2 separate regions of the Mus musculus genome follow, and region 1 is linked to region 2. The links are chromatin contacts, called in public HiChIP or PLAC-seq maps. All regions are on one chromosome and are shown on one strand. Each heading gives the region's core, a stretch centred on a gene start, on an enhancer-like site or on the middle of the called end of the contact. The rest is flanking DNA. Distances are from core to core; before and after follow the strand shown.

What was found. HiChIP or PLAC-seq counts read pairs in DNA pulled down with a chosen protein or histone mark.
Region 1: a contact with region 2 is called in an H3K4me3 HiChIP or PLAC-seq map of bone marrow-derived macrophages, with 6 times the contacts expected there. The contact joins the enhancer-like site here to the promoter of 2900009J06Rik in region 2. A contact is called at or near these places in 3 of 39 promoter capture datasets (the 3T3-L1 cell line, embryonic stem cells and liver), 6 of 115 datasets of contacts at active chromatin or transcription factors (T-cell acute lymphoblastic leukemia, bone marrow-derived macrophages, embryonic stem cells and 3 more) and 2 of 9 other capture datasets (adipose tissue and liver).

Annotation. Positions count from the first base shown.
Region 1 is chr1:128,828,241-128,834,933 of GRCm38.p6, forward strand. No RefSeq gene overlaps it. Among named protein-coding and RNA genes, the nearest start is that of Gm23056, 54 kb to the right of the region's middle. Within about 2 kb of position 4,536, at least 115 of the 459 cell types and tissues checked have an H3K27ac peak or open chromatin away from gene starts, as enhancers often do. A contact at or near this core is called in T-cell acute lymphoblastic leukemia, adipose tissue, bone marrow-derived macrophages and 2 more, where this site is marked.
Region 2 is chr1:127,771,313-127,777,781 of GRCm38.p6, forward strand. It overlaps 2900009J06Rik (RIKEN cDNA 2900009J06 gene), which reads right to left and starts at 2,742. Exons shown (of 2, transcript NR_045298.1): 1 at 2,616-2,742. Ccnt2 (cyclin T2) reads left to right here and starts at 2,852. Exons shown (of 9, transcript NM_028399.1): 1 at 2,852-3,073; 2 at 3,789-3,870. The coding sequence starts at 2,916.

The DNA of each region.
Region 1 (6,693 bases), core at 3,286-5,785, 1.1 Mb after region 2:
GAGAGAGAGAGAAAAGCAGACAGAGAGATAGAGAGAGGGAGAGACAGAGGGGGAGAGAGAGGAGAGAGACACTTTGAAGATTTTATTTGTAGTGCTTTTGAAGATTGGCTGCTCTCAGACCACAGGTCAACCCTCCCATGACAAAGCCTGACCGATGAAGGAGTTCATCACTGAATAAGTGAGACTCAGAAAAGGAAAGCAAGCCCAGTTAGTAGCTGGGTAGAGAGCATGCAGGCTGCGGGTGAGATTTACAGAAGAACTGACTTGGAATTAAGCTAAGGACATTGAGCTGCTCAGTAACTCCACAGGTCCTGTCATAACTTGGAGTTGTCATATGCCTAGGAATTAGTGATGATTGGGGGGTTGGAGGGTAGGGAGAAATGAATGGAATCTGACGCTTAAACATTTAGCAAGATTTCTGATTGTATAGAAGCATTCGAGCATTGACTAATGTCACAATGAGGGGCTTCTCCTTGTGGTTTTGGGCTATGTGACCATTACCATTGTCCTTTCTGAGATCCAGTTGCCTCTCCTCTTGAGACAGACAGATATAACCACAGCAGAGCCCTGACAGGGCCTTGGGACTGACTGTGCACAGACTGTGCACGCATTGGAGGGGAGCAAGGTGCCTGAGTCCCGGAAGGGAGAGCAGTGCTCATCAGAGCAGGCTCCATTGAAGGAAAAGCATCTTCAGTTTCCACGGAGAGGAAACAGGGAGGGGATGGGATGTTATGTTCCAGAGGCAGGCAGGGTCAGCAGCTCAAACTCACGGGCTGTGTGTTTCCCAGGGAAACAGGACATTCTTTCCCACTCCGATTTGCACAAACCGAGGTACCAATTTGCCACCGTGGCTGCGCTTGCCACTTAATTTGAATGTAGGCTGAATTGAGGCAGCCACAGCAACTAGGACCTGGGAGGATTTCCCTGCTATCGTAGATACCCAGGGTCCCAATATTATTTTAAAAGAACTTTTAGTGTGTGTGTGTGTGTGTGTGTGTGTGTGTGTGTGTATGCCTAAGGAGGCTAGAAAAGGTGTCAGATCTTCTGGGCCTGGAGCTCCAGGCAGCTGAGCTGCCCGATCTGGACCTCTGGGAACCAAACTGAGGTCTTCTGGAACGAACGGCAGCAAGCGCTCTTAACTGCTGAGCCATCTCTTCTGTCCCCCTGTTGCCCAAACTTTGCTGATCTTCATTTAACAGTCCATTGGGTGTTTTATTGATCACTTACTATATGCTAGTTTGGGGAAATTCAGCACTGAACAAGCAAAATTCAGAGCCTCGCTCCTGGACCTTCCAGTCTTGTAGTGGGTAAAGGAGACAGACACATCTCTGTGTGCAATTAGCATTTTCACTGTGGAGTACACGCTCAGACTGCTGTGGGAAGGCATGATATTATGGGTTAAGACCCCATTTATGTAAGGGCTTCAGCAACAAGAGAAGGGAGGTGGGGGTGGAGTTCAGAGAGGAAATGAGACACTGGGTGGGAAGGGGACAGCCCTGCCTCCTTCTCAAGCACAAACCTCCTTTGTTAAACAGGCACAGGCCGTGGGAAAAGCTGTCTTCCTGCTTCCTGATACTATTCTCTGAGAACACATATGTTATGCTTGCTCCTTTATTTCTCCTATGTAATTTGTGCCTGTTTATATGTATGTATGTATGTATGTATGTATGTATGTATGTATGTATGTATGTGTGTAAGGTGTGTGCCTGTAAGGTATGTGTTTGTGTGTGTGTCAGAATGATGTATTTTGTATGTGTGTACATAGTCTGTGCATTTACATGCATGTACAGTGTATCTGTATGTGTGTTTATGTATGTACAGTGCATGTGTTTGTGTGTGTGCAAGGTGCATATTTGTGTGTGTGTGCATATATATTTGTATGTGTGTGAGAATGATGCACATATGGGTGTATGTACAGTATATATCTGTGTATATTTGTATGATGTATTTTATAAGTGTGTGCAGTATCAGTGTGTGTGTGTGTGTGTGTACATGGGCACATGCATGCATGAATTCATGTTTGTGTGCATATGCATGCATGCATATGTGTGTGTGCGTGCATGAGCACACACGTGCATGTGTACATGTTGTGTGTGATGTAAAGACACAGAACAACCTTGGCTGCTGTTTGTCATTGGCTGTCCACTGTCTCATTTTTCTCTTCCTGAGTCAGTCTCTTATTGTTCAGGAATTAGCCAAGTAGGTGATGTCAACTGGCCCGTGATCCCCCAAATCCACCTGTCTCTGTTCCCCAGCTTGGGGGGTTGTAAGCATGTGCTGCCTCACCTGGCTCTTTTTCATGGCTTCTAGGGTTTGAACACCAGGCAAGGCTAGCACTTGACCAGCTCACGTTGTAGTCTCTGGGCTGTTATTGATTGTCATTCCTCGTCCTCTTGTTCCCTACCTTCTGCTCCTTCAGACTCGGCCTAGGAAATGGCTTCACTCAGTGCTGCCCTTCATTCCATTTGTACATGTAACGTGATGGTTTCTCACTTCTGTGTTTCTCACATCATGTTGAGGTGTGTGTGTGTGTGTGTGTGTGTAATGACTTTGCAAATATGGAGGTGACATTTTCCCACTAAGGAAGTGGGTGAGGGCATATATTGACAGTGCTCTCAGAGTGTAGGTTGTGACCTCCCACATAGGTCATGTACCAGGTACTTACGTTATGATTCACAGCCATAGTAAACTTACAGTTATGAGGTAGCAAACCACGATGTTTTGGCTTGGGGTCACCACAACATGAGGAACTGTATTCAAGGGTCATAGCATTAGGAAGGTTGAGGACCACTGTGCTAGGGCCAGAGGTGTGTAGGACCCAGTGGTCACGGTGAGAATCGGGGCTTCTGGATCGCATCCTGCTCTTTGGTGGGTTCACCTCTCTGCTGTGTTTATCAGGATGTCTGCTCCAGAGTAGGAACATTTTCCCTCTGTTTATTGATCTGTCCTGCAGGTACTTGTCAGTTCCCTCGAACAGTGGATACGGCATTACTTAGCCCCTTTGTGTGCCTCAATTACCTTATCTGTGTCAAATGGGTGCAAGTAGTCCAAACTCACAAACATTTATGAAACGCTCGCTCTGTGTCAGGGGCCCCGTGAAGCTTCGGAGATGCAAAGATTTCAGGACAGTTCCCAGCCGCCATGCTCTAGGTAGCCCTCTCCTCTGGGTACTCATTCTGGTACAATATGATAAAGGAGTAATCAATTATAAATAGTAAAAGTATATCTAAAATGAAGGGACATGCCAGACACGGGGAAACAGAATAGACTATCAGCTTTGAATGGGTGGATGAGAGAAATGCTGACCAGGTTATTAGATTCTAGAGAGACAGTGCACTAGAAAGGCTTAGTGCAAAATGTCAAGGGCTGTGTAGGAAAGTAACTGTCAAAAAGGTGGTGGTGTGGGCCGGGGATGTGGGTTAATCAGAGTCATCACCTAGCTTGTAACTGAAATGCCGTGTTCCATCCCAGAAATTGGTTACCCGTGTGCGGTGGTGCACGCTTGCAATTTCAGCACTTGGAAGTAGAGGCAGGAGGATTTACGTGGTCAAGGTCATCCTTGAGCATCTGTTGCCAAACCTGACTCCTTGGTTGCCAGGGCTTGCTCACATGGTGAAAGGTGTGAACTAATGCATGCCAGTTGTTCTTTGACCTCCACACATGTACTGTAGCACACACATGCCCAGAACCCCATGCGCAGGAAAAATGTAAAACGCAAGAAAGATCACTGTGTGCTGCACAGTGAGCTGGAGGCCAGCCTGAGCCCCATGAGACTCTGCCTGAAGCAAAAGCACAAGTGTGGTGTGTGACTTGAGAAAAGTCAAAGAAGAAAGAGCTGGTCAGGGCCCCAGAGGGACCCTTCGTTTATTTTGATGGACCACAGCATTATACAAAAACAAAATTCAAGTTCATGGGTCTGTCTGCCTTAGCCACTCTGCTTGCAAATGAAGCTTCTGGCTATAGGAATGACCAAATCTAGCCACTCCAGGAGTGAGGACAGACTTTCTCAGTAACGTAGAGCATCAGAACTGGTTAGGCCTTTGTTGGAAGAAGGTGGGTGACGAAAGTACACACGCTAAAGAGCCGATGGGATGTGGGGTGGGAGGATGCGGGTGGGGGATGAGGGTGAGAGGGTCGGGGTGGGAAAGCCACGCCTAGGTCAGTCCTGTTAGTCCTGTGAGCCCTGACGGGCTGGTGAGAAACTTTTCTCCCCTGCAGCCTGCAGTTGAGGCGATCTGAGTCGTCATTCTGAAACAAGCAGTTAGCAAACAAACAACTGTCATAACGAAAGAGCGATGTGCGTAGAAAAGCGTTTCTCTGTTAGGGTTCCCAACAGCATGGGTCAAAGGACATTGTTCAAAGCAAAATAATTGTGTAGGATGAGAGTCTGATGTTATCCCAAGAGGACTATTTAAGCAAAGCAAAGCAAAACAAAGCAAAAGAAAACAAAACAAGCAATCCCTCTGTGCTTGGCGCTTGGCTCTTGGTTTTTGTCAAACTCAGAAGTCACGTAACCTAGAGGGAAACATGACCACAGGGCGCCCTCTGGTGTCGAGGCAAACCCACTACAGTCTGTGGTCTGAGACCCTGCTTGCTCCAGAGGGGAACATCTGATGTGGAGGGCCATCCTCTGTTGAAGTAGATCTTCTTTATGTGTTTGTGTGGGGGTGGGTTGGGGTGGAGGTTTCGGGGCTGTGGGGGGGGGGACAACACAGGCAAGCTCCGTGAAGGCTTCCACAAATGGCTCATTATTGGAATGGAAGAGTCTCACTAAATCCTAGTGGCCAACAGCTAACAAAACCAGAACTGTCTCTCCAGAGCTATCTCTCCTTTGCTGTTTGCTTCCTCGGCTTAGCTGTCATTAACCAGCAGGGGTTACTTTCTTTGAAGTTGAGCGAGTTAGACTATTGTAGAAAGAACAGTAATTGTGGCACCCCAAACCATCTGTGGGGTGTCCTCTTTGTGGCTCTGTGGGCCTCAGGAAGCACAGATGGAAAGAGGAAGAACAATTCTAACGTTCTGTTGTTCCCTCACCCCAGGAGGGATGTCTTTGCTGCTAATTGATGCACAGATGTTGCACGGCTGTTGGCATGGGTCCCTCGTGTGATAAAGAGCTGTCATCTCTTGTGGCTAGACCTGCCCTGGGCTCAGTTTCATGGCAGCACTTCATCCGACCTCAACTGTGGTGAAAATGAGGGCTGGTCCGTAGGATCAAATGACACTTCAGTGCTGCCCGGCTTTGTCTTTGTCTAAAGCTGACCGATGATGCCAGTGCCAGCTGGAGATGATCCCAATAGTTAGTCCGCAAGGTTAACTTCGCCAGTTTGTGCCCAGACATCCTTGGTTGTCCATGGGGTCCACTCTAGCTGTTCACTTGCATGTGTTGGGAGGACATAATACCTAGAGACTTTGCTAGTATCTGGGGGAGACCTACTGCAGCAGAGAACAGAGAAGGAGTGTGCTCCGTAGACTACAGTCTGAGTCTGCCATGGGAAGCGTGGTGGGCAGACTGGCGCTTAAACCATTAGAAGCTTCTCCTCTGGGGAGTCTCTCAAAATCGCTCTTTGGTGATGATGAGGAAGGCACCTGTGGTCAAGGCTGCATTGTTTGCACACAAGCTTTGAAGTCCTCTTTAGATGTTCTGAGTAGTCCCTAAGGAAGTGGAGAGGAGGGAGGTGGGGAAGGAGGGGAGGCTGGAGAGAAAATAGAACTATTTCTGAATGCTGGCTTCTCCCCACAGAAGAAACATGTCCAGACAGTTGTTGGTACCCAGAGGGAACCCATGTCTGCCTCCACCTCTCTTAAAGCAGAGTGTGTATTTTTCTCTTCACAGACAGCCTGCAGGGATCTACTACTGGTCCCAGTTTGCCCTGGGCCAGTGACTCCTGGGAGACCGCTATAGGAATGGGTCTCATGCAGATGCCCAGGTACCCCAGATGGAATCGATCAAACTGCAGTGGTCCACATTCTTTCTTTTACAACTAATCCAATCCAGATAATTCCAACATTTAAATAATCTGCACACTACATACTTTCAGCTAAAATATGAAAATCCAATGCCAGTAGTTGTATGATTTTGTAGCCTGTTATATTGTCAATGTTTCTATTTGAATGCCCAGACAGGGCTTGCCTAATATATCATGACAGCACGCTTTCAAAAGAATTATTTTCTATATTTGCGTGAGGGGTAGTACACATTTTGTGGGGACGGTCAGAGGACAACCCTGGGTGTTACAGATCCTTAGGCATCTTTCACTTTTTAGTGAGACAGACCTCTCATTGGCCTGGAATTTTGTCAGGTTGTCTGTCTGGCTGGCTACAGAACCCCAGGGATCTGTCTATCTCCACCTTCCCAGTGTTGGGATTACAGGTACATATTGCTGAACTGGTGTTTTACATGGATTCTAGGAACTGACTTCAGGTCCTCATGCATGGGATGCAGGCTCTGTATCCACTGAGCCATCTTCTCAGCCCACATTAAAAAAATATAACTTAAAGGCATCCTGAGGTCATTACAGGAAGTGGAAGAATGTGAGCTTCACCCTTGTGAACAGATTCCATCCCCATCAAAGTTCTTTCCCTGGGGGTCTTCAGGAGAAACATGGCTGGGAAAGCTTCCTTGGCCAGGGTCCGTAGATGCTGATGGTGGGTTTATGTATGGCTGGCACTGCTTATGTTTAGGAAGCTGATGTG
Region 2 (6,469 bases), core at 1,492-3,991:
CATTAAAGATGTGATGGCAACTAGGAGACAGATGGGAAGTAAAATGTTCATTTGTAGAGCCAAAGAAAGCCTCTCTAAAGAGGACTTTGAGACTAAATGAGATTGGCTGGCCATGAAGAGACTTCGTGCATGGCAACAGTACAAAGCTGCTGAGGCTGGGGTGCGATAGTAGCTGGAGATTATGGGCAAGCAAGCGTGGAAGGAGAGGAAGCCAGAAATGTGGCCTGGTCAGTAGGCTGTAGTGAAACATTTATATTAAATCTTATAGGAAGCTGTCAAATTTTGTTCCTAGCAGAATAGTAGATATTTAAGCCTTGTGGCAGGAGAGGTCAGGGCAAGGAAGACTACTGTGGATGGACATGAGAAGGTAGAGAGTCTTAGGGTACAGTGACAAGATCATGTGAAGCCAATTATAGAAGTGCTACGGAAAGCCAAGGTCAGTTGTATCAAAAAGGAATGCAAGCTGGGGCTGGAAAGATGTGGCTCAAAAGCTCCAAGCATTTTCAGCTCTTTCGGAGGACCCAAGGTTTAGACCCCAGCACCCATTATGTAGCAGCTCAGGACTCAGGCCGCAGGAAATCTGGCACCACTGTGGGCACCATGCTTACATGTAGTGCACATTCATACATGCAGGCACTCAAGCATACAATGAAGACGTGTTTAAAATGTAAAGAAGGAGTGAAGCTTCAATGCTCAGTGGATAAAAGTGACTGCCACCAAGACTGATGATCTTAGTTCAATCCCCATGGTCCACGTGGTAGGTGAGAAGAGTCCTCAAGTCAACTTCCAACCTGTACATATGTGCTTTGGCATGCCCGCAGCAACATGTGCCCTGCCGCAACATGCACAACTGAAGAAAACAGAAAGGACAGATCTGCTTACTGTGTGTTTCTTTTGTATTGTATTATATAAGACACTTCGTACAATATTGAAAGGAGTCAACAGAGAGGGCACAGACTTGCCTTGTCCTTAATCTTATATGGAAGCCACCTTAACATCAAGTGCCATGCTGGCTGTTGTCTTCTGTAGATGTTATAAAGTTGAAAAGCTCTCCTCCATTTCTACTTTTCTCTTTTTTATCATTAGGACTGAGTGTTGTAGAAAGGCACTTATAGAATGTTACTTTAAATCAATCTAGGAACATCTAGGTAACAAGATGAGAGATCTTGTTATATCTATAACAAGGTATTATTTAGGTGGCTGTTCACAATAACCACCTACAATAATCAAAACACTAGCATAGCACAATAGAGCAGGCAGTAGGCTGAGGCAGGAACCCCCAAATCCTGACAAATGAAAGCCTCAAGTTTTAATCACAAACACACTAGCCCTTTTATTTATTTTCATTTTAAGGAATTTTTAGATAGGGTCATTTTCTTTACAGCTGTTTATTGTGCATGAGTGTGCACACGCATGTGTGCCACTGAGCACGTGTGAAGGTTAGAGGACAATTTGTAGCATTTGGGTCTTTCCCTCTACCATATAGGTGGGGAGTGAACTCAAGTTGTCCGGCTTGGCAGCGTTGCCTTTAGCTGGTCGGCCATTTCAACAGCCCTCGTTGGCTTTTTAAAAGCCAGTTTTCGATAACTGACTGCAGTCTTCAGAAAATACTTAAAAACTAAAGTGTAATTTGGTCATATACAATAGGCATTAACTCAGAGGCAGATAACATGTAAACAAATGAGTGGTGCTTCCTTACAAAAAGATGGAAATAAATCATCAGTTATAAGAGACCTTACTTTATAAAATCCTAAACAATTTTTTTCTTAGCTTCTCTTGCACTCATTTGTTAGACTGTTGGCCTAGTATGCCTAAGGCCCTCTGCTCCAGCACTTCAACCAAGATGCGGCACACCAGCCTATAATCCCTGCACTTTGTTTCTGGACAACCTGAGTTACAGCGTTCTGCTTCTCCCCAACCATCCCCCAATCTCAACCCGCAGAAACCACACAGACCTTCAAAACCATACACCCCATCTGGATGGAAGGCCTAGAGAGTCATGACCTCCAATTATTAACTTCATATTGTTTGACAGGTAACTTAATAAGAAAGATATCTGCAGAGTGATGCCACTGGCCTTGTAATCCCAGCACTTCCGAGGGGGAAGCAAGAGGACAGTAAATCCAAGGTCATTCTTGGCTACAAGAGTGAACACAAAGCCAGTCTGGGACACATGGCACATCGTTTTAAAACAACCCATACCCCTTGAGTGGCTTTAGGTTTAAAGTAACGTTTTAAAGGCGCATGCTCCCCAACATCTACTAGCGATTTAAAAAACAAAACCAAAAAACCCAGAAGACACTGTTAGTTCACTGCTAGAATTAGCGTTCTTTCCTAGCTAACTCCTCCGGAGGGTAGCCATTCGTGGACACAGGAGTCAACAAAGCTAAGAAAATACACCCACCAACATGTAAGAAAATGGAAGCTACAGCACGAAGCCGAGACTAGAAAAGCCTTTTCTGACTTTAACGCACCCGCAAACTCACAGACCACAAAATAAACCGTTTAGTTGAAAGCTAACGTCCAAGCCCTATTAGGCAGCCTCAGGACCTCTTCCCTGTTCGCCCCGCCCCTTCCCCTTAGCCCCTCCCAGATCCAGCATGCACCGCGTCGACCTTTTCTTTCCGAGTGACCCCCACTTTACGGCGTCTCCCAATGACAAGAGGCGCAGAGCATTGTGGTCCCGCGGGTCCGAGAGAGAGAAAGGGGAGGGAGGCCGGAAAGAGAAAGCAAAAGACCAGCGCGAGCCGGCAGGGCGGGTCCCTGCGCGTGCGCGTGGGTAGCAGCAGGCCCGGAAAAGGCGTGGCCCACCCTACGGAGAGCACATTGGGGCGGGGCCTCGACACATTGGCGCGGAGTCCCGGAGGCAGGCGGGGAGGGGGCGGGCTCAGGGCGCGGGCGGAGGAGGAAGTGTCATGGCGTCGGGCCGTGGAGCTTCTTCTCGCTGGTTCTTTACTCGGGAACAGCTGGAGAACACGCCGAGCCGCCGCTGCGGAGTGGAAGCGGATGAAGAGCTGTCGCATCGCCAGCAGGCGGCCAACCTCATCCAGGACATGGGGCAACGTCTCAATGTGTATCCTTTTTCTAGTTGCGGCCCTGCGTCCCACACGCCCTGGTCGCGCTCGCCGGGTGACCGGGCCTAGTGTCCCGGGAACATGGCGCCGCTCCCTTTGCCGTCTTTTGATCTCGGGAAAGACACAGAGAAAGCTAGGGCCCGAGCTGCCGTGGCGAGCCGGAGAAAGAGGAGATGTGCCGGGGAAGGCGGGCCGGGAGCCCGCGTTGTATAACCTGTGTTTGGGAGCGCGTGATGCGGGAGGGAATAGCAGTGCTTCCCTGGCGAGAGAGGAGGAATCCGGGATGAGCAAAGCCAAGGGGCGGCCCCTTCCACTTTCGGAAGTCAGAAAAGGCCTTGAGACGTAGAGAGGTCGCAGATGTTCCACGGAAAGTGTTTTCCGAGGCTTCCGTGCCGGCTCCAGGGCGGCTCTGTTGCGCCGGGGGAACGCACGTAGATGTTTCATGTTCTTTGGGTGTGTGGCGCGCGCCTTTCGACTACTTTATTTCTACTGTACTAAGCTGTAACCTAATTGCAAATAATTCCTGGGCTCTCCCTACGTAGCGTATTAGAATAATTTGGCATCCAGACTGATTTCTCTTCTCCCCGCAGACTTTCTGCATACTTTCAGGTTGAGGATTGGATTTGAGTAAATGGAAAGGGGATTTTTCCATTCAAATTGATTTAGTTTTTGGAAACATTTTGCTTAGATTATTTTCTAAACGTTGCATCCCAGCTCTCAGCTTACAATAAACACTGCGATTGTTTATATGCACAGGTTTTATATGCACCATTCCTTCACCAAATTCAACAGAAATGTAAGTACTGTTTTATTGTTTTAGACGCCGAATGTTAAAATGAGTAGATAATGCGAAAACAAGTTAGTTGATCGTTGTTTTTACTTATAAATTGAGCGTTCTACGTTTACTATAAATGTGAGTTATGCAATAAACGTTTTGCCTCGTGCAGAGGAGTGTGTGTGAGAGAGAATTTTATTAATTAAGCTGTAAAGCACAGTGTTAGCCTTTTGTTGTTGGATTTGTTGGGGAGGGGGGTGTTGTTTTGTTTTGAGACAGGGTCTCACTTGTAAGTCTGGCTGTCCTGGACCTAAATATGTAGACCAGGCTGGCCTTGAACTCAAAAGAGATATCTACTACCTCTGACTCCCCAGTGCTTGGGATTAAGTAATGTGCCACCAAGCCTGGCGGAGAAACAAACAAAATGTTTCTTAACTCAAAAAGCGATAGTGTTTTGCTCATGTAAAATTTGCAGTTGGGGTGATTTATATTAGAATAATTTAAGTACTCAAAACAGAATAGTTTGTTTGGGCAAGTGTAGTCCTTGGGAAGGATACATTTAATTGTGTAGGGTTCTTTGTTTCAAATGGTATGAATTGAGTCTTGCTTTGAAGTAATACTTTAATTTCTCTTTATAATTTGCCTTTTATTAGAATTTTTATAGTGTTATTCTGAAAGGCACATGTAGGACTAGGCCATGTAAGGACTTAATGTTCTTTGTGGATAGTTTGTGGAGTTTAGGCTCCCAATTGCTAAGGAAACAGTTTTAGAAAAGTTTCTTACATTTTTTGCTTTTGAAATGGCAGAAATGTTATAGTTTAGATTAATTCCTGCTTTAAATTCAGTTGATCTTAAGTCTAACCTGGTTTATCAAATTTGCAAGTTGTTTTTGTCTGAGACAGTGGTTTGTTTTTGTTTTTTTTTTTTGTTTTTTTATAACTGTGGGTTTTGCAGTCCCTGTTCTTTTAATCTGTTTTAATCTGTTTTGAGTCTTGCTCTTTCTGGATTATTTTGTATCATTCTTAGGTCAATAGTGGTGTTGTAGAGAAGAAAAGAACCTATTTATAATGCTTATGCTAAGAGAATCCAGTTTTAATTTCAGTTCTCTAAAAGTAGCAGTGAATTAGTGAGCACTAAGTAACCTTGGCTTTTTCACAGTAGTCCTGGATCATGCTGGTAGAAAGTACAAGTCAAAATCGTTGTGGAAATTCTTTGCAGAGCCGTAGATGTCCTATTTTTGCGAATGGGTTTGCTTTTCTATTTTCAGTATAAGATCTCGCCACATGCCTTGCTTTTTAAGCCCTTCCTTTATTTGTTTTTGTGTCCTGGTTTGTTTGCTTTAAGCAAACATCCTTCTCAATGGTAGAATCTGTCTCTTCAAATTTGCCTAGTTAGCACAGGGCACTTGCATGAAACACTTGGACTTACAGTCGTCTAAAAGTTTGTTTGCCTTCCGCATAGGAAGGAGGCTTGAGTGCTTAGTCTTTCCTAGCAGGGTAATTATCTGTTTGGGGAAACAACATCATCCCTCTCACCTCAATGTCTTTCTGGCCTGTTTTGGCAGCTTAAAGGTGGTTTTAAATACTGTATCAGTAGCATAGCCTCAGTAGTACTTCCCACACACCTGATCCTTCAGTGATGATCTCAGATTGAACATCGGTCATGTTTAAATTCATATTTTCTTGCATTCTTGAGAATTTTTTTCTCAGATTATAATCAAGTGTCATTTTTTAAAAACCCTCAAGTATCATTTGATAAATTAAACCCAACAGAGTAAGAAGCTGAGATGCCAGAACAAACTGTAAGGTCTTAAACTGTCATGCATCCATGATGCTAAGGTATCCTTCAGTATTCAGTGCTTTGTTTTAGTGTCTCAGATTGACAGATTTAAAAGTAAAGAAGCATTTCTGTGCTTGTTTATTTAAGAGTTGGAGTCAATCTTCGCCTGTGTCTGTCACCGAGTAACTTGTTTTTCAGTTGTCAGTTTTCTTGGAGAGTCCAATCATTCTAAGGAATAGGTGACTGTATATAGCTTCAGAATAAAACTATCTTTAGGACTGGTAAATAAAGAATATCCTTCTTGGATCAAGTTTAAGAGAAATCTAGTGAGCTGGTGAGATGGCTTAGGAGGTGCTTGCTGCCAAGCCTAATAGCCTGAACTTGATCTGTGGGACACACAGTATAAGAATCTCAATCTCTCTCTCTCTCTCTCTCCCTCCCTCCCTCCCTCCCTGCCTGCCTGCCTGCCTCTCTCAAACACACAAAAATAAATATAAAAGCATGTTTTAAAGATTTATTTATTTATTTTATGTGTATAGGTGTTTTGGTTGCGTGTGTTTGTGATATATATATATATATTACTGTGTGCACACCTGTTCTCTGCAGAGGCCAGAAAAGGGCGTTAGATCCTCTGGAGCTGGAGTTATAGGTGGTGGTGAACCATCATTTGGGTGCTGGAGACTGAACCTGGGTCCTCTAGAAAAACAGCCATAACCACCAAGCCATTTCTCCAGCCCTATAACTTTTTTTTTTTTAAATCAGTTTAGGCCAAGTAGTGGCTGCACATATCTTTAATCCCAGCACTTGGGAGGTAGATGCAGATGGATCTCTGTGTTAGAGG